5 separate regions of the Mus musculus genome follow, and regions 1, 3, 4 and 5 are each linked to region 2. The links are chromatin contacts, called in public HiChIP or PLAC-seq and Micro-C maps. All regions are on one chromosome and are shown on one strand. Each heading gives the region's core, a stretch centred on a gene start, on an enhancer-like site or on the middle of the called end of the contact. The rest is flanking DNA. Distances are from core to core; before and after follow the strand shown. Region 1 holds the start of Tgm2 (transglutaminase 2, C polypeptide). Region 2 holds the start of Blcap (bladder cancer associated protein). Region 3 holds the start of Tgif2 (TGFB-induced factor homeobox 2). Region 4 holds the start of D630003M21Rik (RIKEN cDNA D630003M21 gene). Region 5 holds the start of Snhg11 (small nucleolar RNA host gene 11).

Region 1 (4,288 bases), core at 522-3,021, 580 kb before region 2:
TGGGACACCCCCACCATCTGTTCAGTGAATCACAGCTTGCTAATCCTGACCCCACTGGGACCTCTCACAGTGACCCCCATGCATGCCTCCATTGTACGATGGGTGGGAGATACAATGGTTAAGGGAGGCCCAAGCCACACCACTGTTGGGGAACCTAGACAGGACTTTAAGGAGGAAGGGCTGCCACCATACAAATAGGAACAAAGGGACATGATGGTAGCAAGAGTGACCAGGCCTCCACATCAGCCCTAGGAGGGCTGGCTGTGGGTTCTATGGTAGTCACAGCAGGGGTCTGGATGACTTCATAACATACCTGTTCTCTGAGGCACTTGGGTGGAGACAAGGGTAGGAAGAATGCGTCCTTCTAGGATGGGAAAGGTCAGCGGACACAGCTCTTACCTTCTCTGACAGGGCTGACACTCTTAGGCCAGCCTGGGCTCAAGAGTCCCTAGTGTTGACCACTTTGACTATGCCCCATTCAAACTCATGAGGAATGAATTCTTGTCCTTATTCCTCACAGGATGGAATGGAGGCCCCCAAAGGCGAGATACCTCCCTGAGCCCCTAACTGTCAGGGGCAGCATGCGTAATCAAGAATTGCCTCTTGTCTGGTGGTCACTCGCCAACTCCTCCCTCTGGTCCTTCACCAGTCACAGGGAGCAATTTCTATAACAACTACCATAAAGTGGGGTGACCCCGGGGTCCCCAAGGACTGTATGGGCTTGTCTTGGCACCCTGAGTCACACTCAAATAGAGTCTGGGGGTATCCTCTCAGGTCAAAGCGGCCAGTCATGCAATGTGTTCCAGAAGAAGGGCTAGAGGGATTCACAGGCCTATGCCTTTTCAAGAAGTCGCCCACTCAGGCTCCATGGTGGTAAGGGAGCTTAGCAAGCTGTCATCAGAGAAGCCAGGATGGAGTTGGTCCATGGGAAGGGTCAGCGGTACGGTGGTCCCTGGGCTCTTCTGGCTGTAGTTCACAGTGGGCTAGCACAGGGAGAGGGATGGGAACAGGGATAGGCAAGAGGATGGGCGAGCAATGGGTGGGTGGGGGAATTATCGGAATGAGTGGCTGGGTGGGACAGGAAGGGTATGGGTGTCTGTGGGAGTCCGCGTGCCAGTACCTGCACCCCTGTCTGCCAAGAGTCTATAAGCACCCACATCCAGATACCTACGCATTTGAGGGTTATATGTGGCTTCGTGGAAACCCAGCCCCGTGTCTGGCTATGCCTATGTCCTGGCTCTCTAGGTTTGCAATGTGACTTAATGTGGGATGTTCCTTTAAGCATTGTGTGTCCAAAATTGTTAGTTGATTCTATGGGACTATGTGTGGATCTCTATGGTTATCTGTCGGCTTGGTTGTGTGTGTGTGTGCCTGCTCCATGTGCATGTGTGTATGGCATGTTCATGTGTTTGCATGCAGTATGTGTGTGTATAGTATACATGTGTAGATGGTTTATGTGTATGTATGGATGTGGTATGTATGTGCATACGTATCTGTGTGTGTGTGTGTGTGTGTGTGTGTGTGTGTGTGTGTGTGTGTGGTATATTCATGTATATGTGTGGAGAGGTGCGTGTTCTTGGCCACTGGTTTGGCTTGTGGAGCATATCTCTGTGTCTAGGGTATTGGTCACACGCTCCAGGTGTCTGTTCCGAGGTCGTCCTGTGTCCAGCAGGGGGCGCTCCCGGCAGCCTTAGTTCCCGGACAGACAGCCGGGGGTGTCCGCCCCGCCCCGCCCGGGGCCCGCCCGGCCGCCCGGCCGCCCTGGGCTATAAGTTCGCGCCGCGCGGCTGGTCCGCAGCACCGCGCTGGTGATCCTCGCTTGAGTGTCCCGCTGCGTCTGAGCTGTCGCCGCTAGCCTGGCCATGGCAGAGGGTGAGTGCCTGGGCCGCGGGGAGGTAGAGTCGGGAGCAGGCTGGGCTGTCTCCAAAGCTCCAGAGGAGAGCGACAGGTGGGCCAATGGGAGGCACCTTGCTGGCCCTGAATTGTTGGCCTCAGTTTTCCCCACCCCAGGGCATAGCCGTTAATTCTGCCCCTTGGATGAGGTGAAAATGCTACCCAGAAGGTGTACTGGGAAGGGTGAGTTACTGTCATGGGTCTCCCAATAAGTAGTTAAGAACTGGGTCCCTGCTGTGTGCCAGGTGCAGGGGAGCCACTCAGGGATGCTGGCCAGCGCAGGGGGCACTTGGCTTTTCTCTGTGCCTGGAAAGGGGTACAACTTTCCTGGCTGATTCTGTGGTCTCAATTCCAGCATCTGGTGGAGCGCCACTGAAGCCAGGCCTGCCTGTTCTTTCAGGTCCTCTTGAGCCCTCGTGTTCTCCAAGCCCAGATTCTCCTTGTCCACTTGTTGAAGCTCAGGGTTCTCTGCTGTAAGTTAGGGGCAGTTGGACCAGCCTTGGTACAGCCACAGGGCTGAGAAGAGTGGAGAGGGTCCAGGGTCCTGTTCATTCCCTGCCTGCCTCCTTCACATGTGCTCACATGTGTGCATGGGAAACACTCGGGATCACATGAGTCAGGACTTGTACAATGGAGGATGTTCCTAACACGGTCAGACCAGAATCCCAGCTGACTATAAGGTCAAGTCCATTCAGGGATGGCATCTGCCTGCACTGTGACCTCAGAGAAGGGACATGAGGCAAGAGAGGGGATGTTCAGAGGGACCTGAAGCAAACAGGGAAATTCCAGAGGCCTCGGTCACTCCTTTTTCTGAAACCTCAACAGGCTGTGAAGTGTCACCAAAGGGGCTGCTTATCTGCAAGGCAGTTTTCCATCCCTATCCCCAAAATCTGGGGGACCTCAGAGACAGCCCCGGATTACTCTGCTGGGGCTTCCTCCACCAAGGTTCCCCCTGGCCTCTATGACTCTGAACCCTGGCTACTGCACCCTTCAGCCTGTGTGGGTGGGGTACTCCACCCTGTCTCCCCAGGCCAGGGGATGGTTGCCACCAGGGCTTCTAGAAAAATGGCCTTTTTCCTGCTTGAGCCTTCCAACGTTGAGGATTTTGTGGGTCTGCCCAGCCTCAGTGGCAGTGGCGTTAACTTCTTTGCTGTGGTGTGGTCGGTCATTACCAGGCACCTGCTTTTTGATTTGTAGCAAGGGCCACAGACCTTTCACTTGAGGTGGTTTTTGTAGAAGCCTTCTGTACTTCCAGGATGGTTTCCCTGAATTTGGAACTTGTGCACAGCAGGGGGCCCGGAAACTAGGCTGGAAGACTTTGGGCCAGTCCTCACCCTGGGCCTCAGTGGGATCACATGTCCTTCAGTGGTCTGAAATCTCTGAGAGTGCCTACTCTCTCAAGCAGAAGGACTCCCTAGACCTGACCATGAGCCTGTTCAGACCCCACCCCCACCCCATCCCATCCCACACCTGTCACCTAGTGCTTACCCAGGTCCTCAGCTCCTCCTGGAACTGAAAATAAAACTTCACAGTGCACGCCTCTCTCTGGGGCTGCCTCCCCCCCCTCTTGACTTCTTAGCACCCTTTGAGGTTCACTTGTCTAGGATCACAAAGCAACACAGAGAATGAAAACACAGGTCCTTAATACTCCCGAGCTGTCGTTTTAAAGCCTTTTCTTTTGGAGAAAATTGGGCATCCGTAAAGTAAGGATAGGGTGATACATTGCTGCCCTCACCATCCAACCCACTCCTGCCTCCTGCCCTGTGCTGCTCTGGGGAAGAAAACCTCATGTCATCATCAGCTGTGAGCCTATCAACACATGCATCAGAAATAAGGATCCTCCTCGGAGACAAGTCAGCAGAATCCCCCAGTTCCCCACTGTCACCAGTTCAACTCCCAGCCGTCTGTCTCCTGCTCACAGTAAACGCTTAAAAATCATCTCGTGAAATCGGTCTTAATATCATGGGCAGAGCACCCTCAGTTTCCCATTACAGGGTCTCCTTTCAAACGTTTAGTCTGTTCTTCTTCTTCTTCTTGCATTTGCTATGTTAAGGAAAACAGGTTCCTTTGCTGAAGGTCTCCCAGACTCTGAAATCTGTTGGCTGCGCCTAGTTCCATCCTTGAGCCTGATCCTTAGTCTATGTTATTTCCAGGACATTGAAAGTTAGGATGGCTCAGGCTGTCTTCAGGCAGGAGAAACTGGAGCTTAAAGCCAGGCTGAGCTACATAGTGAGATCCTGTGCAACCAAAGGGGAAGGAGCGGGGGAGGGGGGAAAGAAGGGAAGCGAAGGAAGGAAAGAGGAGGGAAGGAGAGGGGAGAGAAGGAGGGGAAAGGAGATTAGGGGAGGAGAGGGGAAGGGAAGAGAGGGGAGAGGAGGAGAGGAAAGGGCAGGGG
Region 2 (3,953 bases), core at 61-2,560:
GGGAGGCCCACCAGCCCTTATACAGGTCCACTCTCTCCATCCACGGTGTGCCCAGGCATTTCCGCTACTGAGTTCTCTGTCCCACTTCTGATTGTCCCCTAGCAGCCTGTCTTCGGGCCTTTCCACCCTGGCCAAGGGCTCTTCACCTCTTCTTCATCCCTACAGCCACAGCTTAGGAGTCAATGCCTGTGCCTCAGTATGTGCTTCCCGCACCCAGTTTGATATGATCTCTTCTAGCTCCCTTAGTCACTACCTGTCTGAGTCACCATGACTTTGTGTCTGGAAAGATGTTCTGGTTGCTTAACTGGCTTCCTGTCCCAAACCTCACTTTCATGTTTTCTAACCCTGAAAGTCAATGGCCTCGGAGAGACCCAGATTTCTTTTCATTGCCTCGAAGAACATAGCTTCCCATGTCTCTCAAGACAAAAATTCAAATTCATGACCAAGGTACCTGTCATATTCCTTGTTCACCTTCCACCCTTAGGGTTGTCACCTCCATGTCTGGAACAAGACCCCTCACTCACACAATGCACAAACTCAATATGCCTAAGACGGCCCCAACCCTCGCCCACTCCAGACACCAGGATTCCACTCATTTCTCCTCTCTTTACTTTGCCTCCTAGTGCCTTCCACGATGCCTAATTACAAATCATGTACTGGTGCGACTACAAGTGGTTACTGGGTGGTAGTCTCTCCACTATCCCCCGACACTCACTCTCACCCTGGTGACTGAGAAAATTGGGGTCAGGAGTAGAATTGTACCTCCTTAGCCTCTAGCACTGCGCTTGCGCACAGTATGAGGTCAGGAACGTGGCTAATAAGCTAGTAAGTGACCACACTGACTCATCTAGACATTAACAAGCCTGGGGCAAGCCATTTCCTCACCAAGGAGGAAGCACGTCCTCAGCCCGTGGTTGAAGGGCCAGATCTGAGCCACGAGAAGTTTTCCCAAAGTACACAAATCACAAGGTGCTAAGGATTCTGCGGAGTTACGCTCATCAGCGTAACTACACCTCGCTCGCCCGCGGAGCTCTCAAAGAGTAAGAATCACAATCTGCTGCATATGCATGAAGGGGACCATGGGCCGGAGGTTCGGGGCTGCCTAAGATACGCCTGACCAAATATTCCACGGGTTTGAAGACCTTAGCGCCCCATAATTTTATTCAAGTCTACTAAAAACTCAGAAAGGACATTTCGTGGCGGATACTGAGGGGAGAGTGTCTGAGAGTAGCCTCGCTTTGAGCCAGTTTGTCAGGCGTTCTCAGAAGACAGCTCGGTTCTGGACCGGGGGTCCTTGGACCGCTCCACTAGAAGACGAAGGGGGCGTCTCCCCAGCTCCTGCGGCGTTGGTGGCGAGCTAAGGTGGAGGCAAGCAGCGGCGGCGACGGCGACAGTGGCGGCAGTGCCATGGTGGGGCTCGCAGGTATCGTGGCGTCGCCCGCCTGGGCAGGGTGAGAGCGCTCGGTGCGGCCGCGCCGCCATGTTAGCCCTCCGGGGTCACCTTAGGCGTCGCTTGGCCTCTCGCCGGGGCTTTCCGCGCGGCCGGGGTCGGGCGCACCCTTGTCTGGCGTCAGATGACCTCCCCTTTTCGTCCCAACCTGGGCCTTGGGGGTGGTCCCTTCCCGTCCCTTGGGTGGGTTCCGGGGTTCCTTAGCTGTCACTCTGGCCTCCAAGGTCAGCGCGCTCCCGGGACGGGGCTGGGAGGGGCGGGCGCGACCACCACCTCCTCTGTTCCGGACCTTGGCGAGGGGCTCAGCTTCTGGGAGGCTGGACACTCTTTCCTCGCCACTTCAGTTTCTCTCCCCCCCCCCTTTTTTTTTCTTTTTCTTCCCCCACCCTTATCCGAAGGAGTGTGGGGAGAAAGTAGAAGTGGGCCCCGAACGCTCTCTTTTGTGTCCGGAGTGATAGGGTGACCATCTGCTACGGGTCCCGTGTGCTTCTCACTTCCACCAACTTTTCGTCGAGTCTGGACACCGGTTCCCTCTCCAGTTTGTGGGGAGTGGCACTCAAGGGCAGCAGAAGGAACGGAGTGCCTGGCTGGAAAGGAAGAATGGGGGATGGGGACAGTCGATTTTTTTTTTTTTTTCCTTTCTCTGCCAAACCACCTTTAGGTTTCTTCTAAGTCTCTTGTCTCTTTTTACTTGGGAAACTGGGGCCCGTTCTAGTTTATAGGTTATTTCTGTTTATAGGTTCGGATCTTCTTTGTCCCTTTCAGGGAACTGATATATTGGGGACAGCTCTGCCCTGTCTGACATGGTCCAGCCATCCTGTCAGCCATCTGAACTGCAACACCAAAGCCAGGACCCAAAAAAAGTTCCATTTTATGTGCCCCTGGCAAGCATTAGATTGAGCTGGCTTGTTTCTTTTAAGTCAAGATTCATTAATGGCCAGAGTTCCTGTTTAAAGATTGGATTTCTGGAACCTTGGTCAGTTTCCAGGAACCAGATCAATTCTCGATCTGAAAATGGTCATCTTAAAGTTGTTGACAGAACACTTTAACTTCTTACCTGTTATTTCTAGGGGGATGAGAGTTAGGCTGCCCTTTTTACTTGTTCTCTTTGAAATACACGCATTCCATTCAAGCTTGTGACTGTGTGATTTACCAAGAGCCCTGTATTGCCTTCCTCTCTGTCTTCTGGCTCTGCCCTGGGAATGTTCAGGAATCTGTATCCTGGTGTGGTATGAGCCCTGTGGAGGGAGGGGGACAGGATTATTTCCAGAGAAGATTGTGGCAAACATTGTCTCTCAGGCATATGGAAGAAGTCAGTGGTCACCTGAAAAAAGAGACTTTGGTAAATTAGTCTTATGTTTGTGTATACACATTTAAATCTCCTGGGGAAGATTAGCTGCCAGCTCAGAGGCTCGCCCTTTGGGATGTTGGCTCCTGAAGCGATCCAAGTTTGAAAGTAGATATCTAGTAAGGAGTCAGCAGCGAGCCTGCTTCCTTCAAAACCTCTGTGTAATTAAGCTGTCTTTGGCCAGCCCCAGAGTCAAAGCCAAAAATCTTAATTCCTGTCCTGTCCCTCAGATACATTTCAGTCACAATTCAGTTACTTTACAGATAGACTTAAAAGTCTCCTAGAACCCACATCTCTAAAAGTTTTGGTACTTAGTAACCTCCACCCTACTGAGCTTGAGCTGGTCAGGCCTTCTCTGGCATTAGTGCCTGGAATCTCGTGTGTTGCTAGATTCCCATAAAGCTGTTCCACTTCACCTTCTCCACCTTTGCTCCTCTTTGGAGGTAGCAACCTCTTTAAGAAAAAGGGATATTTAGTTCTGTGTACTAAGGACTTTGCAATAAAGACACATCCCATTGCTTTATGTGAGAATAAAATGTTTTAATGCATAGCTTGTGGAAGCATTGTATAAACAAGGTGGTTTTGTATCAGGCTTGCAGGTTTGACACAAAGAAAGGGCACGAACACATTCCTGCCTCCTCTGGAGGGTTTAGTTTGCTGTCAGGACAAAAGGGTGTGGAGTGGGAGAAGAAAGTGGGTAGTAGACATTCACATTCTCAGGGTCACCAGGGCGCCTTGAAGACTCCACCTACACTCATCACTGCTGGATAATAGATGGAAGAAAAAGGTTTTACCAAGATCATCTGGAAAGCCCTGGAGTTACCAGTAGTAGCCTCCTGGCTTAGGGATGGGCACAGGATATGCTATGACCAGAGTAGCCAGACTCCTTTCTCCCTGGTTTGGCTTTTGTGTACTCAGCTGGCATCTAATTTGGGCTGACGTTAGAACATGGAACAATAGAGTGACATCAGGCCCCCCACTCCAGATCTCCAAGGGGAGAGTCAACCTTCCTTTGGAACCTGTGTTGTATATGTACTCAAGGTTCAATGAGTTTAGTATGGCAAACCACAGAAGTTTCTAACCATAAAGGAGGTAGCCACTGACTGCAGATGAGTAACTACGGGGCAGGCACAGGACCTGACCTGACTTCAGGCC
Region 3 (4,214 bases), core at 1,074-3,573, 730 kb after region 2:
CTCCGTGAAGGAAGGTTTCTGCCTAGATAACTCCTATCAGCTGCCCCTCCAGCAGACAAAGTTCCCGTTCACAAAAGCAAAAGAAATTTACATTTTAATAGCACAAGTTCTAGGCCAAGGCTGGTCCAGGATCTGCATGCTCCTCCCTTCTCTGCCTTTTAACAGCTCCTCAGCAGGCCCAGCCAAAAAACTCTGCCATCTCCCAGGTTTTGTTTCCTCGACTTGGGCCTGAGCCCAGATCTCTGGGCTGGCTAAGCCAGACTTTCGAGGGAAGGGTCTACCTTCAGCCAGGCCACCTGGAGGTGAACCGGGCACTGCTCGGAGGCAGTGTTTACTCAGAGGAGCTCAAGGAGGATGCATTCTGAGGGCAGACATGTAGTCGGCCACCAGGACAGCTGCGAGACCAGCTCAGGGAGGCAGCGCTGGCGGCGGGTGACAAGTTTACTCAAGGTTATCTTCACTTATTCCACTCTGGCTGCCTGCCAGAACCCAGTCTTCATAGTTTCCCTTCCAGAAGAGCACCCCTCCGCATGAACTTTCCCCACCTCTGGGTCCTGCACCCTAGGGTTGTCTGCAGGTTAGACACACACGCACACCAGCGATACCTCAATTTCCCTCCTGCAAGTTGAGCGCTGTTTAAATAACCGACCCGACCCACTGCTCACATCCCGCAAGTTCCCAGAGTTTTACAAACACACATAGCTAAATTTACACACTATACCTAGGACCAACGACTAGACTATCGAAACTAGCCCAACTCCTGCACCCGCCCACCCACGAACTCCAAGTGACCTGCCCACCCACGATCTCTCCGACCCAGGAGCACGCACGTCACCACACCGGCCATCCATCAGTTTTTTATACAACTGGGTTATTGGAGGCACCCCTTGGACACTGCACCCCATCAATCTCCTACACACTCCCACAACACCATCTGCAGCCACTCCCACAGGAACTTTCTGACAACTCGCCCAGCTCCAGATACAATCCCCCGGGCCGCACACTGAGGCTGGAGTTCCCAGCAGTTCACACAAAGCGCGCAGCCTCCCCCGCGGCCCAGACGCAACGGAGCACATGGCTCATGGGGCGCCGACGAATCCGCCGGCGCTCAAGGCACCCTCACTCAACTGTCCCCCACCAGAGTCACGGTGCGAGCAACAGCTCCCCTGTCGGTCCGCCACCCGGCGCTTGGGGGTTGGGGGGGGGGGACGACTTTGCAAGGAAAAAAAAAAAACTCACGTGTCCATTTTGGGACAGGAAAAAGTTTAGTTCCCAGCCCGTTCCCTGGTACTCCGCGCAGGGTGACTCTTGGGGCGCGGGGCCGCCGGAGCGTGCGCGCTCGGCTTTGTGCTCCGAACTCGGCCCGGAGGGGGAGGGGAAAAGAGGGGGCTGGGCTCCAACCTCCGCGCCGCCCCCCCCCCCCAACTCTGCGCCTGGACTCCATGTTGGCCGCCCCCCCTACATCGGGGACGCGCACAGCCCCCGCAAGACGCTCGGCTGCCCTTCGCCTGGTCCCGGGGTCCCGGCGCGCACAAACTTTCTCCGCGTCGCCAGCCCCACGCGCCCCACAGCCTTGGCCCGCCTGGGAGTGACAGATGCCTCGGAGACAGACTTTCCTTTGTTCCAAAGGAAAGGGGAACTCGCGCGGGCTCCCAAGCCCTCTCCGTCGGAGCCCCGCCCGCGGCCCCCACCTCCAGCTGTCACTCGGCGGCCCCCGGTCCCGCTCTGTCGCCGTGCGGGAGGGGGGGGGGCTGCCGGCGGTTAGCAACGTGCACTTTTGAAACCAAACAAACCCGCTCCCCGCGCGCTCACCCCGCTGCAGGGCACCGGCTGCCCTCTCCCAGAGGAGCTTTGGGAGCTTTGGGAGCCGAGCCCTCCCTCAAGGACCCCGAACAGCGCCCCCCCCGCCAACCCCGGCATTCCGCGCCAGCGTTCCGCGGTCCCGACTCACACACACCCCCGGGGCTCACACACCCACTGTCGCACGCGCCGGGACGACGCCCCCTCCCCCGCCCCGTCGCCCCAAGAAACTTTCCAAGTTGTCCGCGCGCCTCCTCCCGCGTCTCCAGCCCCTCGGCGCCCCGCACTCACCTTCCCTGGCGGCTTTCCGGCCCACGCGGCCTCGGTGGGGTGTGGGACCACCCGGCCGGGGCGGGGGGCACCGGGGGAACGCGCCGCGTACCTGCCGGGTCTGACACCCGCCTGACAGCTCGCGGCTGGAAAGCACCTCGCGACCTGACGTCAGATCCCCTCTCCTCCCATCCCGCCTGCCGCACCCTCCCCCACCGCCCCGAGGCAGAAACAAACTTTGTGCAGAGCGTGGCCAGCTACGCCCACCCTCGGGGGCGGGCCCGCAGAGCCAGGGGGCTTCGCCCCGCCCACGCGTCGGAGGGGGCGGGCCCGCGGCACCTCCTTCCTGCGCCCACCCACCTTAGGAATGCCGCATGGCCGGGGCCCGGGGCGGAGCGGTGGGACCAGGGCTCCCGGAGTCAGCTCCAGGGCAGGAAGTGGCCCGCTCCTCCTTTCAGAGAGTGTTTCCGGAGCGCCTACTGTGTGCTCCTCCATGGGGGTGGGGGCACTACCAGGCACAAAGGGTGCCAGTCCCCGTACCTTTGTAAGTTCGCCTCCTCCTCTGGGAGCTTGCCCTTGTGGGGATGGGGAAACTGAGGCTCAGTCGGCTCAGAGTAACTCCCAGGTGCTAAAGGACCAGTTGTTTTGTCCGCTCATAAGGCAAACGGCGCGGCGAAGACCACTTGGGATAAAACCCCAAGCCTAGCGCAGATGGTCGGCCAGGGGTGAGTACAGGCTGCACCCCAGGAGCGTGAGTGAGGCAGGCACCGTGTCGCAATTTGGAGGTGGCCGCATTTACTCGCTGGTCCCTGCCTTACCACGTGTGCCAGTGTCCTTTGGCCAGGTGGGTCTGATGATAGAGCCGAGCCTTTCCCTTGGTGGCTAACCCCAGTTGGAGAGGGTGAGGCTAGGCGCTTCCAGCGGTCCAGGCTAGGGTCATTTTACCTCAAGTTTTCCTTGCGTCCAAGTTCCCTGACTGTTTGTCTGTCTCTTGCTATCTGCATAAGTGTGGCATAGCCTAACTCCAGCTAACAGGCCTTTTCTGGGTTTGTGATCATATAGGCCCAGAAACCTGAGACCCACGTGCCAGAACCAACAGCATCCGAACAGTCTTCCCTGATTGTTATTTTTTTTAATGCTGTTATCTTCTAATCATTTTACTGTTGAGTTTGGGTCTTGGGTCAGACTTAAGAGTGGCGCACCTGCTGCAGCTAAGTGACAGAGACAACAGCTGTCATTGCTGCAGCAGACTCAAGCTTTTGTTTTTCGTTGTACTGTAGTCACAAAAACTTTGGCAACCAAAGTTAAGTTTTCCTACCAGAAGGCCCTAAGCCAGTCAGGATGCCGATTAAAAGCATCTTAAGGTGGGTTTCATAGAAGCCGGACTTGCCTGGAAATCCTTGAAACCAAGATGGCCATCCAAAATCAAAAACATTGCCCAGAACCCTCTTTTTTACTGATGGTGACACCAAGTCTCAGAGAGTTGGTCACAAGCAATTTCTTAGCCAAGTCATATTCCAGCCACAGACCTTTGAAAGAATGAAGGAGATGGGAAATCTTAGGTAAGAAAAGTAAAAACCAATTAGGTCTTGGCAAAAAGCAGGGACTGTCATATAGGTGTGACATGGAGGGAAAATAGAGGGATAGCCCAGTGAATCTGGAGATGTGCCCTGGATCTCATACGATCCAGGCGTGTGCAGCAGGTGTCTTTTCTTTGTGACAGGAGCCTCTGGTGGGCAGTCACAAGCCCACGGATTCCACCAGTGACCCCAGGCCTGCTCACATGAGTGACGCGTTCCTCCCCATGGCCAGCAGCAGAGCGGACTGAATGCTGGGTGACAGGTCTGGAGTCTCCCTGACCCGCTTGGCAGGATCCAGGGTTGGGGTGAGGGGGGCTCTGTGTCAGGCTGGCTCTGTGTCAGGATTTCACATAAACAACTTCCCTAGCCTAAATATACCATGAACTCGACAGTTGCCAGGTCTGACTGCTCTGTAAATGTAGTTTAAGCTCTGTGCATCTTCACCCCAGGCATTCCCACTCCTGGGTTCATGATCCTGGAGCAGCTGTGCATGAAGTTAAAGCTTGCATGAGAGTATTCTTCATACCGCTGTTCTGGAAAAGCCAAACGTCTAGGTGCCCTTCC
Region 4 (4,149 bases), core at 1,301-3,800, 660 kb before region 2:
CTGTGTAGATGTCTGTATGTGTGTCTACATGTATCTGTGCCTATGTATATGTCTGTATATGTCTCTGTGTGTTTATGTGTATTTATAGAAGTGCACACATGAGCATCCACACACCTGGGTGCCTGTCAAACTGTCATGCCACATCCACACAGCACATTTTGGGAAGAACTACATAGGCATAGGGTGTGATGGCTGCTCAGAAGCCCAGCAGTGGATTGTACTGGCCCATGTCATTTAGAGTCCATTTTACGTCCTCTCCCCTCCTTCCTATCTAGTCTCCTCTTGGATGACCAGCTCTTCCTCATCTGGACAGTTCTACTGGATTCCTGAGCACACATAAGCTGGGCCTGATTGGATTGTCCTTCTAAGGCTTAAGGACAGTGACCCAGGCAAGAGGAATGTCTGGGACTCATGCAGGCAGCACACCAAGGTAGTTAATGGAGTGGTTTCTAGAATGGAGGCCTTGTTCAGTCCAGGAATGCAGCTCTCTACCCCCACCCCACCCCCTAGGCTCTGCCTGGGGCTCTTCATCTCTCAAGTGTTGCCAGTGGCTGGGTCCGCCCCACAGTTTACTTGTGAGAGTGTCTGATGTGCAGAAAGTTCCATTTTAGCATGCTCACAGCTTGAAGTCGTCCTCCAGGTTTTCAGGGGCTTCTAGATTATTCCCGACGGTGAGACTCCTGGAGCATCCTTCCCGGAGGAGAGACCCAAGCTTTCTCAAAGACTCTGTAAGCTCCTAAGGCCTTTTCAATTCCATTTTCTCTGCTTACTTAGTTCAGAATCCTTTCTGTCTCCCGTGACCCTGGAAAACTGACCCTTTTGCTAGTTGTGTCTCCTCGTTGCAGTCCGCGGAACTCACAACCCCACCTCCCAGCTGAATTCTGCACAGTAAACTGAAGGCTGTTTCTTCCCCTTAAACAAATGCATTCCTATGGGGCTGTTGGCAGAGTGTTTGCCTAGCGTGTACAAAGGCCCAGACCCACATAAAACACAAGTAGCAGCGCATGCCTGTGACCTCAGCACTTGGGAGGCAGAGACAGAAGGGTCAGAAGGTCAAGGCCATCCTCAGCTGCATATGGAATTTTACCTCAGGCTGGGACACATAAGACCCTTCTCAAACAAAACAAAACAACAACAACAAAAGCCCCCTCCCCTCTCTGCTTCTTAGGGAGGGATTATCTGATGTTTAAATAACATCCCTAAGGAATGCTCGGAGCCCCACAGCAGAGTGAGATTACTAGTTGGGAATTACTAGTCCCTCAGTAAAAAAGGATTTGGGATGGCTCCTAGCACAGGTTCTTGTGAAGAGACTAGATAATCAATGGGTGGGGTAGGGTGCGGTGAGGGGGACATGACTGTGGATAAGCCTTAGAAGGGAAGCCTTTACCACCATGCCATCCTGCGGTCTCCACTTACTTGTCCCAATCTTTTTAAGCCATCCCCCTGGAGGCCTCCCGTGGCCTGTTCCCACTGCCTGGAATTCCATTTCCTGCGGCCCCTCTCTGTTCACTCAGGTCTCGTCATTCTAATAATAATAATAATAATAATAATAATAATAATAATAATAATATTTTTCCTGAGTGTGTATCTGTGTACCATGTGTGTTCCTGGTGCCCTCTGAGGTTAAAGAGGGCCTTAGATTCCCTTAGCAGGTAGTTGTGAATGGCCATATGGGTGCTGGGAATTGAACCTGTGTCTTGGAGAAGGGTGGCCAAATCTCTCCAGCCCCCTCTCGGGAGTTTCTGATCAACTCCATTCCTTTTCAGCAGTTAACTCACGGTTATTTTTTCTGTTCCTCTCGTTCTTGTTCCCATTCCCCGTAGGTGACAACCCCCACCCCCTTCCATCGCTCCCCAAGGACAGGGAGTCTGTGTCGTTCTGGCTCAGTGCAGTATTTGATAATAAAAAGCTCGATTCCAGAGTCATCCAACGGGAAAGCTACTACAGAACACCTCAGGAAGGGGCTTCCAAACAGCCCACCTCTCCTTCCACGATTGGTTCCGTGGTAGGGAGTCCACAGGCGTGGTGGGTGTCTGGGGCACCCTGCCTCATAGCAATGTGGGTGTCTGCCATGGGAGCTTCAAGTTCTTGAAGGCTCTGTGTGTGTGTTAGCCGCCATCCCAAGCCTGACACTGGGCCGTCAGGACTGATGCTGACATCTACTCCCCAATTCCAGGAAGGGGTGCTATCCTCACCAGCATCACCTCCACCACCTTCCTATTTTACAGTTGAAAAACTGAGGCTTAGGAGACAAAATGACTTGCAGATAGGAACAAGAAGCCAGCAGTCCTGGGTGGGGACGCTGGAGGGAGCGCTGGGCAGCGCCAGACACCCCTAGACTGTTCCGGTGGCCTCGGCAGGGGGTGCGGAGTGGACCAACGTCGGGCTCCTGTCACCCGCAGCGGCGGCGGCAGCAGGGCGGCGCAGAGCAAGGCGTCGCACAAAGGGCCGCTGTCCCGCCGCCGCCCCGCCCCCCCCCCACGGGGTGGCCCGCCTCTTCCCCCCCCCCCCTTTTCGCCTCCTCAGCCTGGGTCCCCTCTCCCTCTTCCCTGTCCGGGTCTGGCTGCCCCTCGGGATGAGGCCGGGTTAGGAGTACTCCTCTCGCCCTTCGCACTCTCTCCAGAGCTAGGAGAGCCAGAGCTTCGCGGGACAGAGACTGCCAACGCGGGGACCAGAGGAGCATCACCATGGTAACGCCCTCCTGGGCCTGGACCACCTCACTCTGCTGGGTTTTCTCCAGCACGCCCCCACCCCACCCCACCCCCCCGCGCCCCCGGGTGTGTGTGTGTGTCTGTGTGTGCACACGCGGCGCGCACGCACGCACGCACCTAGAGACCCTCGGTTCCTGGTGTGGGTCGTTGCTTAACTGCGTGCGCAGCTCCCGCAGAATTAGGGCAAGAGTGGGGCTCAGATCCACCCCTGGGCCTCGCGTCCTGCCTGGGCCTCTCTGCAGAGATGCACGCTTTCATCTCGCTCCAAACCAGTATGCAAATTTGAACTGGAGTTCTGGACCTTGAGCCTTGCAGAAAACTTGGTTGTTTTTTTTTTTTTTTTTTTTTTTTTTTTTTTTTTAGCGCTTTAAACTTTATGCTGACTGACAGTGCTGTGTCCTGTAGGGGGTCTGGAATGAGAGGGAAATCAAAGTCGTCGTGTCCCCCCCCCTCCCCCCCCCCCCCCGCCCCAACCCAGCACAGAACAGTAGTGCTGAGAAAGGGCGGACCCTGAGGGCAGGAGAGTGGGTTCGAGGGACTTGCTCACCAAATCTTGGGTGCCTTTGCTATTTTAGATACGGTGGTTTGGCACGGGGCCTTCCCATGGGCATGAGGTGTAGAGGCATCTGGGGAGAAGGCGGAGGGCTTACTTCTGTGCATGGGTTTCCTGGACTGCACCTGGGAACGGGACCTCTAGGAGAGTTGTGTGTGCCTTTGTGCCTGTGTCTGGGAAGAAGGAGTCAAAGTGAAGTCTGTTGCTCAGAGTCTTAGCTGGGCTCCAGACAGGTTCAGGATTGGGGAAGATTCTCTGGAGCAATTTTGCAAATCTCCGGGGATTTGGACAGAGCTGGGAGATGGGCCAGGGCATTCACCCCCTGACTCTGATTTGCTGTGCTGGCTTGGGTGGGCTTCCCTTCCTGTGTAGATCCATACCCAGAACTCTACAGAGAAATGCATTCACTCCGTGCCTGCACACACCAATCCCCGAACCACAATGAACACAAGCACACGGGGCTCATGTATCTGCTTGCTCGGGCTGAAATATGGACAGACACCTCTGCACACAGACAGTACAAAACTAGGCTCCCAAACTCAGACCCCAGAGCCAGAGGCACGGTAGACACCGCTCTTGGGGCATAAAAGTACATCCTAAGTGGTTCGGCCTAAGGCAGTGTTTGTCTGCCTCTCTCTATAGCAAGACCCTGTGCTGGGCTCTCTATGAGTGGGAGACATACCACGCCCACCAACTCTAACTGCAGACTTGTAGCCCCTCATCTCACCGATGAGAGCCTGAAGCCAAGGAGCCTACACTGTCACCCTTCCAGAAGTATGAAGCAGAACCGCTGGAATTCACACCCTGCAAAGTCACCTCGGTGCCACAGCTCATCTGTCTGTCAAAGCTCTGGTTTTGACGGAATCAGTTTATTCATTTTTCTTA
Region 5 (3,743 bases), core at 205-2,704, 810 kb before region 2:
TGCTCTTAACCACTGAGCCATCTTTCCAGCCCCGCCCCTCTTCCCCTTCTCCTTCCCCTTCCCGGAGGGCAGCCATCTTAGGTTCAGATCCTACCTTGGGAGCGCTGTGGTCCAGCTGCTTCCTAGCTGGACAGAGACACCTCTCATGTCCCCTCTGCACCAAGCTGTCAATTCTGCAATAAACAAGAAGCATTTAAATCAGCATCTAAATGTCACTTGGCCAAGTCTGACCTGGGCAGAGAACCTGGTGCGACAGCCAAATACAACAGATACACCCGAGGCTGGATAACTAATGACGCAGCACTTTCTCCTGAACAAAGAAAGATGCTAACAACACATTACCTGTCAGAGAGCACTTTTCAGATCGTTCCTCCAAGCTCTGATAAACGGCAGCGACTCCAAAAGGTTTTTTATCCCATCTCCTGCCAAAGAACCTCAAATGGAAAAATGCTGGCTAACTGGCTAACCGCTGGCTTCAAAGACCTCAGCCATATGAAATCTACCTGCCCCCACTCGAAGACCAACTTACGTTCAAAATGAGAAATCGGTTTCATTCATACCACAGGGCATAGCTACCATACAGCCAGGCACTAGGGTTCAAAATAAGACAAGCAGCCAGATCTGCCTTTGCAACTTCCCTACCTGGGAATGAAGGAACTAGTTCACAAAGGACCTGAGGTCTTTATGGCCTGAGTCCAGACTCCCAAGCTTTCCTGCACAGGGTCTTTGCTAGGCTGACCTCTGAACCTGGGTGAATTCCACACTACCCCTCTGCTGGTGCCCATAGGTAGGCTAAAATTAGGTGGCACTCAGGCTTCAAGGTGCACCCGCAGCACTTACCGGGATACTTGCTTCCTGGATGGTGGCACCCACCAGTGAGTGCGGAGAGTGGGGAGAGGGGTGTTGGCTGCCGCAGGTTTTGCGTCGTCATCCTTGGTGTCAAGAGGGCCTTGCGGCAAAGGCTCATCTGGGAAACAGCCCTTGGGAAAGGGTTCAAAGCAAGGCGCCACACAGGAGTCCTAGCATCCCGTCCTAGGGTCCTGGGCTTATCAGCTTGGAAGGACGCAGGTCAACAGTCCGAGAACCCTGTGTAAGAAAGGACAAGAGGCTTCGCATGCCTCATGAACCTCACCTGGGTTCAGCCCCCAACCCTCCACCTCCGCCCGGACACTAGCACTGCGTCCCCTGGTCTTTCTCTCCTACCGGCTCCCTCCCCTAAGGCTGGGCGTAAGCTCAACTGTAGCCCACCGACCCTGCAAGGCGGAAGTCCCAGCCTACCAACGATCTCTTTTCCAGTACTCCAGGAGGTCCATAGCTCTCAAGGGTTGGAGGATCACGCCTGCACCCTAGCTTCCCGGCTCCTGGGTTTATCCGGTTAAAGAAGACTGGAGGTCTTGGAAGCGGCCAAGAGCGCAGAGCCGAGGTGACTTGCCTAGCAGGCTGAGTGCGTGAGTGAGTGCCGCAGTGCGGGACTGCGCAGGACACTCCCCGAAAACCGCAGTGTCTGCCCAGCTGCGGCTGCGCGCGCTGCAGTCTCCAGCTTCGCCTTTGCGCAACTGGCCAGTGGGCGTGGCTCTGCAGCGTCCCCTGCAGGAGTAGAACCGAAATGCTTACTGCGCCATCGAGGCTCTCCTTCCTTAGTCCTAGCTTCCATTCTTCCGATCAGTCCATGCATCCATTTTGCCAGAAAATATGTGCAGAACGCCAGCTTCCTCTCATCCCATTAGTCATCTATCATACTGACCCACCTGCCTTCTTATGTATCTATTCATCTGCATGCATCTGTCTGCCTGTCCATCCATCCATCCATCCATCCATCCATCTATCCATATACTCATCTAGCTTTGCATCCACCCATAATATCGTATCAAGGGCCAGACTACGCACTAAAAAATAAAAGGAATAAGACAAACATGATCCATAACTCGGCTATATTTTAATCAGTATGATAAACAAATAGGCCAGAAAATTCAACCACTAAAAATCATAAGTGCAGGGCTGGAGAGATGGCTCAGTGATTAAGAGCGCTGACTGCTCTTCCAAAGGATCCGGGTTCAATTCCCAGCACCCAGATGGAAGCTCATAACTGTGACTCCGAAAATCTCACACCCTTACACAGACATATATGCAGACAAAAAACTATTGCACATAAAATAAAATAAATGTTAAAAAAAAACCATAAGCACTACAAATGAAATAGTGGTAGGCAGATTGTGACAGTGGTGACCTATTTATTTATCCAGCGTAGACATCAGGGCTGTCTCTGAAGAGAAGACAGTCTAAAGCCTGATGGAAAATAAGGAATGAATTATGGAATGTTCAGTATACTATATCCAGGAGGGTTTGCACAAAGTGAAGTAGAGACATCAAGCTCATGCAAGTGGCTCAGCAGTGCTTCTTGTTTTAGTTTGACTTGCCTTTCTTGAGACAGGGTCTCTATTTAGTCTTAGCTGTCCTGGAACTCACTACATAGACCAGGCTAACTTTGAAGAATTCACAAAGATCCTCCTGCCTTTGCCTTCTGAGTGATGGGATTAAAGCTGTGTGCTACCATGCCCGGCTGTTTCATGTGCCCTTTTTTAAGAGTTAGGTTGATGTGTGTGTGTGTGTGTGTGTGTGTGTGTGTGTGTGTGTGTGTGTTTGGTAGGCACACATGTCATGGTGCACATTTAGATATTGGAAGACCGCTTCTGAGTTGGTCTCTTCTACCACGTGGTCCTGGAGTGGTTTTTGGTTTGGTTTGTTTTTTTTCTGAGACAGGATTTCTCTGTGTAGCCCTGGCTGTCCTAGAAATCACTCTGTAGACCAGGCTGGCCTCAAGGCCTCAAACTCAGAGATCTGCCTACCTATGCTGGGATTAAAGGCACGTGCTACCACTGCCTGGCAGGTTGTCATTCCTGAGGACACATGCCTTTACTGGTTTCACCATCTAGTCCAGTCTAGCCATGTCATCCCAGTATGATACGACTCTGATACCTTGATCTCAATGCAACGAAGGAATACAACCAGCAGCCAGTATTTTTGAGCACACAAAATATTTCAGGTGTTTTGACCCATTTAATTATTATTCCAGTATTACAGACTGAATGGTGACTCCCTACCCTAAGTCCATTTTGAAACCCTACCTCCCACCATGGTAGTATCAGGTTGCAAGATCTCTGAAGAGGGAAGTGATCAGGTTATGAGGGTCCCCTGGATCTTGCTTCTTCCTTCTGCCACTTGGGAACAATAGGAAGGCATCCATCAGCCTGTGATACGGGAGTGGTGTGAGGCAGGGCTCAGATTCTGCAGTGCCTTGACTTCAGACTCCCAGTGTGATGCTGAGCCAAAATACCAAGGAAAGCAACTTAAAGAGGAGAGCTTTGTGTTAGCTTTTGATCCTTTGGCTTTGCGGTTTCAGGGCCTGTAGTGAGGTGTCAAGTGCTCATGACAAGGAGTGTGTGGTGGAACAAAGCTGCTCCTGGAGGCCAGACAGCAAAAGAGAAAGGGCTGTGAAGTGGAAACGTAAGGGTTCTTTGGAAAGCCGACTGGATGGTGTTTTGTTGGGGCAAACACGTGAAGGAACGTTTAGCTGAGGTGGACACAGGTGAAAGGCTAAGGCAGACTTGTGAAGGAATGTTTCACTGAAGTAGACGCAGGAGAGGGGATGGATGTTCTGCTAACGCAAGCAATGTGCAAGGACAGGTGCTGAAGGGTTCCTTGCTAACATCACACATGAATTGGTCCACCTTACACTGAGTAGT

The links. A called contact is a pair of places that touch in the nucleus more often than the background predicts. HiChIP or PLAC-seq counts read pairs in DNA pulled down with a chosen protein or histone mark.
Region 1: a contact with region 2 is called in an H3K4me3 HiChIP or PLAC-seq map of embryonic stem cells, with 3 times the contacts expected there. The contact joins the promoter of Tgm2 here to the promoter of Blcap in region 2. A contact is called at or near these places in 4 of 115 datasets of contacts at active chromatin or transcription factors (embryonic stem cells, memory CD8 T cells and pancreatic cancer cells).
Region 3: a Micro-C map of embryonic stem cells shows a contact between it and region 2, with 4 times the contacts expected there. The contact joins the promoter of Tgif2 here to the promoter of Blcap in region 2. A contact is called at or near these places in 6 of 39 promoter capture datasets (embryonic stem cells, hippocampal neurons, liver and 2 more), 3 of 484 Hi-C or Micro-C datasets (all in embryonic stem cells) and 1 of 115 datasets of contacts at active chromatin or transcription factors (embryonic stem cells).
Region 4: a contact with region 2 is called in a FOXA1 HiChIP or PLAC-seq map of pancreatic cancer cells. The contact joins the promoter of D630003M21Rik here to the promoter of Blcap in region 2. A contact is called at or near these places in 1 of 39 promoter capture datasets (the C10 cell line), 2 of 115 datasets of contacts at active chromatin or transcription factors (neural tube and pancreatic cancer cells) and 1 of 9 other capture datasets (adipose tissue).
Region 5: an H3K4me3 HiChIP or PLAC-seq map of bone marrow-derived macrophages shows a contact between it and region 2, with 10 times the contacts expected there. The contact joins the promoter of Snhg11 here to the promoter of Blcap in region 2. A contact is called at or near these places in 2 of 39 promoter capture datasets (liver and pre-B cells), 6 of 115 datasets of contacts at active chromatin or transcription factors (SST interneurons, astrocytes, bone marrow-derived macrophages and 3 more) and 2 of 9 other capture datasets (adipose tissue and liver).

The regions. Positions count from the first base shown.
Region 1 is chr2:158,143,875-158,148,162 of GRCm38.p6, reverse strand. It overlaps Tgm2 (transglutaminase 2, C polypeptide), which reads left to right and starts at 1,771. Exons shown (of 13, transcript NM_009373.3): 1 at 1,771-1,872. The coding sequence starts at 1,863.
Region 2 is chr2:157,563,718-157,567,670 of GRCm38.p6, reverse strand. Blcap (bladder cancer associated protein) reads left to right here and starts at 1,310. Exons shown (of 2, transcript NM_016916.3): 1 at 1,310-1,423.
Region 3 is chr2:156,838,116-156,842,329 of GRCm38.p6, reverse strand. Tgif2 (TGFB-induced factor homeobox 2) reads right to left here and starts at 2,323. Exons shown (of 3, transcript NM_173396.3): 1 at 2,092-2,323. LOC115486128 reads left to right here and starts at 1,082. Exons shown (of 5, transcript XM_030252280.1): 1 at 1,082-1,148; 2 at 1,331-2,614; 3 at 3,794-3,912. The coding sequence starts at 1,082. The coding sequence ends at 3,795.
Region 4 is chr2:158,227,625-158,231,773 of GRCm38.p6, reverse strand. D630003M21Rik (RIKEN cDNA D630003M21 gene) reads left to right here and starts at 2,550. Exons shown (of 14, transcript NM_177657.5): 1 at 2,550-2,690. The coding sequence starts at 2,688.
Region 5 is chr2:158,373,424-158,377,166 of GRCm38.p6, reverse strand. Snhg11 (small nucleolar RNA host gene 11) reads right to left here and starts at 1,454. Exons shown (of 5, transcript NR_164123.1): 1 at 1,279-1,454; 2 at 841-1,086; 3 at 95-173.